2 separate regions of the Triticum aestivum genome follow, and region 1 is linked to region 2. Evidence: chromatin contacts called from public Hi-C data. All regions are on one chromosome and are shown on one strand. Each heading gives the region's core, a stretch centred on a gene start, on an enhancer-like site or on the middle of the called end of the contact. The rest is flanking DNA. Distances are from core to core; before and after follow the strand shown.

Region 1 (3,524 bases), core at 704-3,203, 210 kb after region 2:
ACTATATCATTATCTCTAGCATTTTTCAAAATCACAGCTAGGGCATTAGCAGCTATGTCAAACAACATGGGTGACATAGCATCCCCCTAACGCATACCTTTGAAAGTTTTAAAGTAAGGTCCAATTATATCATTGACTCTCACACCCACGTGTCCCCCTCTCATGGTTTTCATAACCCAGTCACACCACTTGTCAGGGAAGCCTTTTAGTTGTAGCATTTTCATAACAAAAGGCCATTTTATTTTGTCGTATGCCTTTTGAAAATCTACCTTAAAGATCAAGGCATCTTGTTCATGGGTATGAATAGTGTTCAATGCTTCATGCAAGATCACAACCCCCTCCATTATGTATCTCCCTTTGACAAAGGCAGTCTGAGTTGGGGAGATCACTCGAGAGGAACACTCATTCAGCCTATTCATAAGTAGTTTAGTAATAATTTTGAAGCTAACATTCAGGAACATATTGGTCTAAATTTTTGGATTTGTTTAGCATCAACAGTTTTGGGGACTAATGTAATAATCCCATAATTCAATCTATTGATGTCTAGCTTTCCAGTGGCAAAATCCTCTACCAAGTTCTTTAGATCCCACTTGACCAAATCCCAGAAAACCTGATAAAAATCAGCAGGGAAGCCATCAGGTCCTAGACTCTTGTTTCTTTTCATCCCAAAAACCACATCTTTGATTGCTGAGAGGGTAAAAGGTCTAATAAGCTTATCAGCTTCATCATCTGATTTTTTTAGGTTTGGGTCATCAAGGAGACATTAGAGATATCAGGGTGACCAAACATTTTTTTTTGTAAAAATCAGTGTTGTAAGTTAACAAACCCCCCTCGATAACCCCTTCCTCCTGTTCTAGTGAAGTGATTCTATTTTTTCCTCCTACCATTTACTCTAGCATGGTAGTATATGGTATTCCCATCACCATCAGTGATCTCTTTATCTTTATATCTCTGTAGCCATTTTATTTCTTCTTGTTTAAGCAGTCTCTCCAATTGTCTTCTCAAGTCAATTTGTTCTTGTCCATCAAAAGCACACAACCCCAGGCTTTCAGCCCTCCTATCAATGTTGTCCAGTCTTTCCAAAAAAATTACTTTAATTTTTTATACCAAGCATCTACTTTTTTGTTCCAACCCTTAATTTTCTTTCTCAGAATCCTAAACCGAGCTTGCCATCTTTCAAAAGTATCATCTCTGAATCGCTCTCTCAAATTCCATTGGTTTCCATATCTAAAGATAGGTCCACTATTAACATTCTCTCCAGTATCTATAAACAAGGTGCACTCGGTCCCCCCCTTGTATCAAGGTTGTGTGGCGTCTCGACTATTAACACCGTGATCTCATGAAATACAATCTCCTTTCCCCTGAAGAAAAAAAACTGTGAACAAAAAGGTAGCCAGCAATGCACTGCCAGTACGCAGGCGCAACCGAAGTCCTACTTGACAACATTACAATATTCTATCCATCCAGCGAGCAAACACATCTCAGTTGTTCGCTGCTGTCACGGAGAATCCTTTGCAGTATCACAGTCCCGGTAGTCTCCATTCTCTTTTCTTATGCCTTTCTCGTTTGTGGGTGGTTGTCCGTACCTGCCGATCAAACCTGTAGATAGAGCAGAAAAAATATTAGAAGCGAGGAATGATAATCGGGGCACCAAAAAGGTTCACATCAGGTGGGCAAGCTGTCCGTTCGAGTATTCTTCCCGCAACAAAAAGAGTACCACCGCCACGTACGAGCGCAGATCGGCCAATCACAGAAGCCTTCTGCGCCTCCGTATCCCGCACACAACACAACAGCGCGCCCGCCCCGCATCTCCCACTTCGCTCCCGGCCACGCGGGCCACCCAGACTCCAAACCCCACACGTCAGTGACAGCGGCCGCAGATCACACCCGCCCTCCCTACCCGCCGCCCGGGCCAGCAACCGCCTCCCCCTCGCCGTGCCCGGGACCCCCCCCCCCCCCCCGCACCGCCGTGAGGTTTATACCAGAGTTTGCGAGTCAACTCGCGCCACCGCCACCGCCACCACGCGCGCGGAGACCTCTCCCCCCCAGGGCGTCGCCGACGTGGCGTGGCCTCCGCGCGGTTCCGCTCCGGCGAGGCGGGCCGATTTGGCGGGCCAAGGGATGGGAGATCTGGCGGCGGGCAGGAGATGGTGAGCGCCAGCACTAGCCGGGGCGGCTCGGGTCGCGCCGCTCAGAGGGGCGGCGGCGGAGGCGGCGCCCTGCCCGGGAGCCCGCGGGTGTCCGCGGCGGCGCAGCGCAGGTGGTGGGGGGCCTCGGGCCCGTCGCTGGAGCGGGTCGCCCTCGCCTTCTGCGTCGCCTCCGTGGCGCTCGCGCTCTCCTGCGCGCTCTACCTCTACGTGCTCCGCTACCTCGGGCGGGGGCAGGCCGTGGCCGGGTTCGTCGGGGAGGACCTCGGGGCGTGCGACGTGTTCGACGGCAACTGGGTCCCCGACGCGGCCTACCCGCTCTACAACAGCTCCGACTGCCCCTTCGCGGAGAAGGGGTTCAACTGCCTGGCCAACGGCAGGGAGGACACCGGCTACCTCAAATGGCGGTGGAGGCCGCGCCGCTGCGACGTGCCGAGGTTCACCGCCGGCGCCGCGCTCGAGCGGCTCAGGGGGAAGCGTGTCGTCTTCGTCGGGGATTCCATGAGCCGCACGCAGTGGGAGTCCTTCATCTGCATGCTCATGCCCGGGGTGGAGGATCCCAAGACCGTCTACGAGGTGAATGGGAACGAGATCAGCAAGACCATACGGTTCCTGGGTGTGAGGTTTGCGTCCTTCGACCTCACCGTGGAATTCTTCCGGTCCGTGTTCCTTGTCGAGCAGCGCCCTGCGCCCAGGCATGCGCCCAAGAGGGTCAAATCGACTCTGAGGCTGGACAAGATGGATAATATCAGTCGGAAATGGGTGAATGCCGATGTTCTGATTTTCAACACCGGGCACTGGTGGACTCCCACCAAATTGTTTAATACGTAAGTTTTCTTGCTCTGTTTTGCTATGCTCGTTTAGTTCTAACCATGATAAATGTGTGTTTTCAGTACTGTAAGTATCTTGTTCGTCTTTCTCATATTTCATTAGAATCATATTTAATGTGTGTGTGTGTGTGTGTGTGTGTGTGTGTAATTAGTTGAATTGGGCACAAAAAACAGTATGAATAGGTAATACAAACTCCATTTCGATGATGTTACCTACTTTAAGTATTTGTAAGCTCCCAAGGATCCATTTGGCATCACTGTGGATTACGAATTTGGTTAAGTTGGTTTTAGGTAACTGGGTGTTTGGCTACCTGTTTTTTTCCCTGTCAAGTTGCAAACAAATATGTATCTGCATTCCTGAACATATGAGATGAAATTTGAGACGAAAAACATTTAATTCACTTCTACTTAGCAGATTAATAGGATTTTGTACTATTTCATCAACTTAAAAAATAAGTACAGCGAGCACAACACAACAACCGCAAGCTTGAGCCTAACTCAACTTCTTGTTTCTATGCACCTCAAATCAAATGTATACATGGAAATG
Region 2 (3,793 bases), core at 1,184-3,683:
CAAAAACATTAGATAAGAGTTTAAAGTACCTTCGAGAAACCAGCAGACACCAAAGTTTCATCTTCCATTTTGTATTCATACATCACCCAATCAGTCCTGTTGCCTTTCGGTGCCTTGCCTTCATGAAAAATCAATGTTTTCTTCAACCCAACAATGCGAGAGTTCAGCTCAATTGTTCTGTCTTTTCCACTTGTTTTCCAATAACCATTTGGTGTGGCACGGTTCGTCCTAGACCCTTTAGGATACTTCTTGTCACGGGGGCAAAAGAAGAACCACTCAAGATCTTTGCTCTGAAGACATGATTTATCTGCACAGAAAAACAGAAGGTCACAACAAAGTTGAGAACTAAATTCAACCAAAGTGAGAGCATTATGAGAAATATAGATTAATTTCCAACCAATTTGGGTGAAATTATTACATATAAAAAATAAAACAATAGATGAAAATTACCAGGAAGGTCCCAAGGAGCAAATTTGTACAGCTCAACCTCTGAGATAGCTTCAACAAAAAGTTTCTTCCCCATAATCTTCCTTTTCAAGTAGTAAGAAACAAGCTCAACATCAGTTGGATGGAAACGAAAGCCAGGTGGCAGGCAAGTTTGAGCCATCACTGCAGTGGGTGTCTTGCGCTCAGTATCAGCAGAAGAACACAAGAGGTGAAACACAACCAGAATTGCTTCACCAGATTATGCAATTAACAATACCAGTAAATCAGGGAAATATCAAGTTTGGCAAGAAAGCTTCAGTCCTCGAAAGACAGAATTCAAGGCCGCAGATCAACCAAACTTAAGGAGAGGAGCTCTCAAGAGAACAAACAAGAACCAGAGAAGAGAGCTTCAGAAGATTGCCGTGTGAGCAGAGGACAGCTCACGTTATGACAACTATTCTGAAGGGAGGATCAAAGGATGGATGAGATTAGACCAGAGGAGAGAATGGTCCAACCAAAAGCTGGAGGAGAAACAACTTATGGAAAACCAGGCTTGGCAAGACTCAAGGAAAGCAGTACACCAAGGACTCAAGCGACAAATGTTTCTGAACTCAGATGAGAGAAGTTTGAGTCTTGCCAATTAAACCAACTACCACTGATTCACATGATAGGAAGTACTCGCACAAAACTCCAGATGATCCACTTGTATCAAGTGAATTCTCGGAATTTTATGCAATATATGAACCAGAAGTAGCACGAGTGGAAATAAGGGGATCCCTCGCTGACTTCAAAAGACATGAGTGACTGAGATCAAAAACCTGCATGAGATTAGAAAACATCGTCAGAAAGGAAAAACATAAACAGCAGAAAAATACAGAATACATGTGTTCTATGTTTTATCCTTCGATCCAAATAACTAAAGTCCCAGGAAGCAAAGAAAAGACTGCATATAGCAAGTGAATTTTACATTGTACGCAATTCAAAGTGAAATAGCGCATTAACAACATGAATCTAACCTACACCATCGCTTCACCAGATTTTACTAGTATATTTCATATTGGCTCGGATGTAACTCATGAAAAAACTAGTTGACAAAAAGAAAACTGTGAAAAGGATCATACAGGACTTTCAGCGCTGCACTTAGATAACCAAAGATCAAACCATTGTGAGCACCTAATATATTTTCACCAAGTTCAGGTACCCCAAAATATTGAGCTTAATCACAAACCACATCAGTGCAGCAGAAATAAAAATATATAATAAGCACATTAGCATCCAACCTACGATCTAACCAAAACTTACACGCTATGATACTTCATAGGCACAGATGATATTATTAACAAAACAAAAGTAATTTTTCCCACAAACGGAAAAAAAAAACTAACGGATGTTTCCTAGAATAAACTGCCTTGGATCAGTTCCGGACCATTAGTTCAACCATCTAATAGAATCCACCGATCCATCACAAGGCACCCAAAGGAATCGAGCCTAAATAGACGCTGAACAATCCAATTCCCGACCAAATCTCAAACTTTCGCGACGCTACTACAACATCTGGATCGCATAACCCCAAATCAACGCGTAGATCGACCGATCGATCGACCACAAACCCTAATCGGCCGTAAACTTCGACGGACGGAAGACCAGACCAATCCGTGCGGCGATTGCTTAACCACCACCTCAGAATCGACGGATCGGACGCAGATCGCCCGAATTGGCCATCGGATCGACACGAACCATGACTCGCAACAATCGGCCCCGATCTACCCAGATCGATCGAAGGAAGGGATTGGGGGAGATCGGGAGGGGCGCTTACGAGGGAGAACCGGGGAAGCCAGCAGGACGATGGGGGATGCCGAGGGGGAGGAGGTGAGCGCCGCCGTCTGGTCAATTGTGGAGGAGATGAGATGAGGTGAGGTTTTGGGGGAAGCAATCTCGCGTCGCTGGGTGCGGGGCTCTTTTATACCGGAAAAACGCCGGGGGCGTGGTGCTGGGCCGGGACACTGACTGCCTGGGCCCGCCGGTCCGGGAGTATAGTAGTATTTTTTAATCCCCTTGTGCGCTTCCCGGAAACTTCCGCTCCACGCGACGATTGCCCAATGAAAAAAATTATATGAGACCAGGTCTCATATAAATCAGGTGAGACCCGCCCTGATGAATGACATGTAGCATTCACAAATCACAAAGCATCTAATTTCTCCCCCTGATTTTAGGTGGGGGGTAGGGTGGATGCTTTGTGATTTGTGAATGCCACGTGTCATCCATCAGGATAGGTCTCACCTGCTAATCCGTGAGACCTGTTCTCATAGAATTTTTTCCCAATCTTTCCTGGCCCAAAAGTCCAGCCCGGGCGTTTGACCTGCGTCTCCTATTGGCTGCGGGTTTTTTTTTAAGAGGGAAAGAGTGAGAATTTTGGGGCTGGGGGGTTAAATGCGTAATTGTTTCCATGTTTCGGTAGTTACGATGCGATTTCTGTTCTTTGGTTTCTCTGTCCTACTACGGGTGTCGTGGGGCCGCACGTCGCTGATGGGTGGGGCAGCGGTTGTGTGGGCCACACCGCTCGGGATGTGGGTCCGCGGGCTCTTGGAGAGAAAAGTCAGCAGCACGACGCGAGTTTGAGATGTTCCGGTGTCATTATCGTGTCAGACGGTGCATCATCCGACGCGACACAAGCAGGGTGCTCGCCCTTTTCGTTCAGGAACATTCGTCTTTTCTCGATTTGTTGAGGGTCTCTTTTCTGGTTAATTCCTTTTGAGGATCGGCGGTCGGTCCACCATGATTCTCCACGGACAAACATATTCACACGGCCGTATGAGAACATGTCCTTTTTGGGTACCACTCGTTCTTCGGCAAGATTACATTCTGCATTGTACGAAGTTTGACCACGATTGGTGTCTTTCTTTTTTTTTCTTCTTTCTCCTACAAATAGTGGTACTCCTCTAGTCTGAAATTGTCCCACTTTCCATTTGGATAGTCTCGTTTCACCTTTTTCTCTTGCCCTTTGACACCAGTTGATAAAAGATGAGAGCCATGTAAGATATATCGAGGTGACATTCTCAGAAAGAAAAAGATATATTGAGGTGACACAATCGCACTGGGTGAATGTCCGACCTTCACATAGAACGATGCACACAACCAGCAAATGTCCGACCTCCATGTAGCACGATGCACACAACCAATGATGGAGCTACAGAAAAAGGTTGAGTCGGCCAGAGAGCACGCCTTTTCCATTATGTGTTGTGTTGTGCTATGCTGAGGCGCCCGGTGTCTGCTTCTGAGCTCCTTTGCTACATGCATGTTTTGTTGAGGAACGTAGCAAATAATTTTAAAAAAAAATCTACGTGTCATCAAGATCAATCTAGGAGAT

Evidence for each region. Hi-C and Micro-C count contacts between places; a contact is called where the count stands out from the background.
Region 1: a contact with region 2 is called in a Hi-C map of leaf, with 5 times the contacts expected there. The contact joins the promoter of LOC123056814 here to the promoter of LOC123056787 in region 2. A contact is called at or near these places in 5 of 5 Hi-C or Micro-C datasets (leaf, root and an unstated tissue) and 1 of 1 datasets of contacts at active chromatin or transcription factors (leaf).

The regions. Positions count from the first base shown.
Region 1 is chr1A:463,703,167-463,706,690 of IWGSC CS RefSeq v2.1, forward strand. LOC123056814 (protein trichome berefringence-like 7) reads left to right here and starts at 1,954. Exons shown (of 4, transcript XM_044480079.1): 1 at 1,954-2,974. The coding sequence starts at 2,148.
Region 2 is chr1A:463,488,270-463,492,062 of IWGSC CS RefSeq v2.1, forward strand. LOC123056787 (NAC domain-containing protein 82) reads right to left here and starts at 2,434. Exons shown (of 6, transcript XM_044480068.1): 1 at 2,243-2,434; 2 at 451-1,244; 3 at 30-307. The coding sequence starts at 607.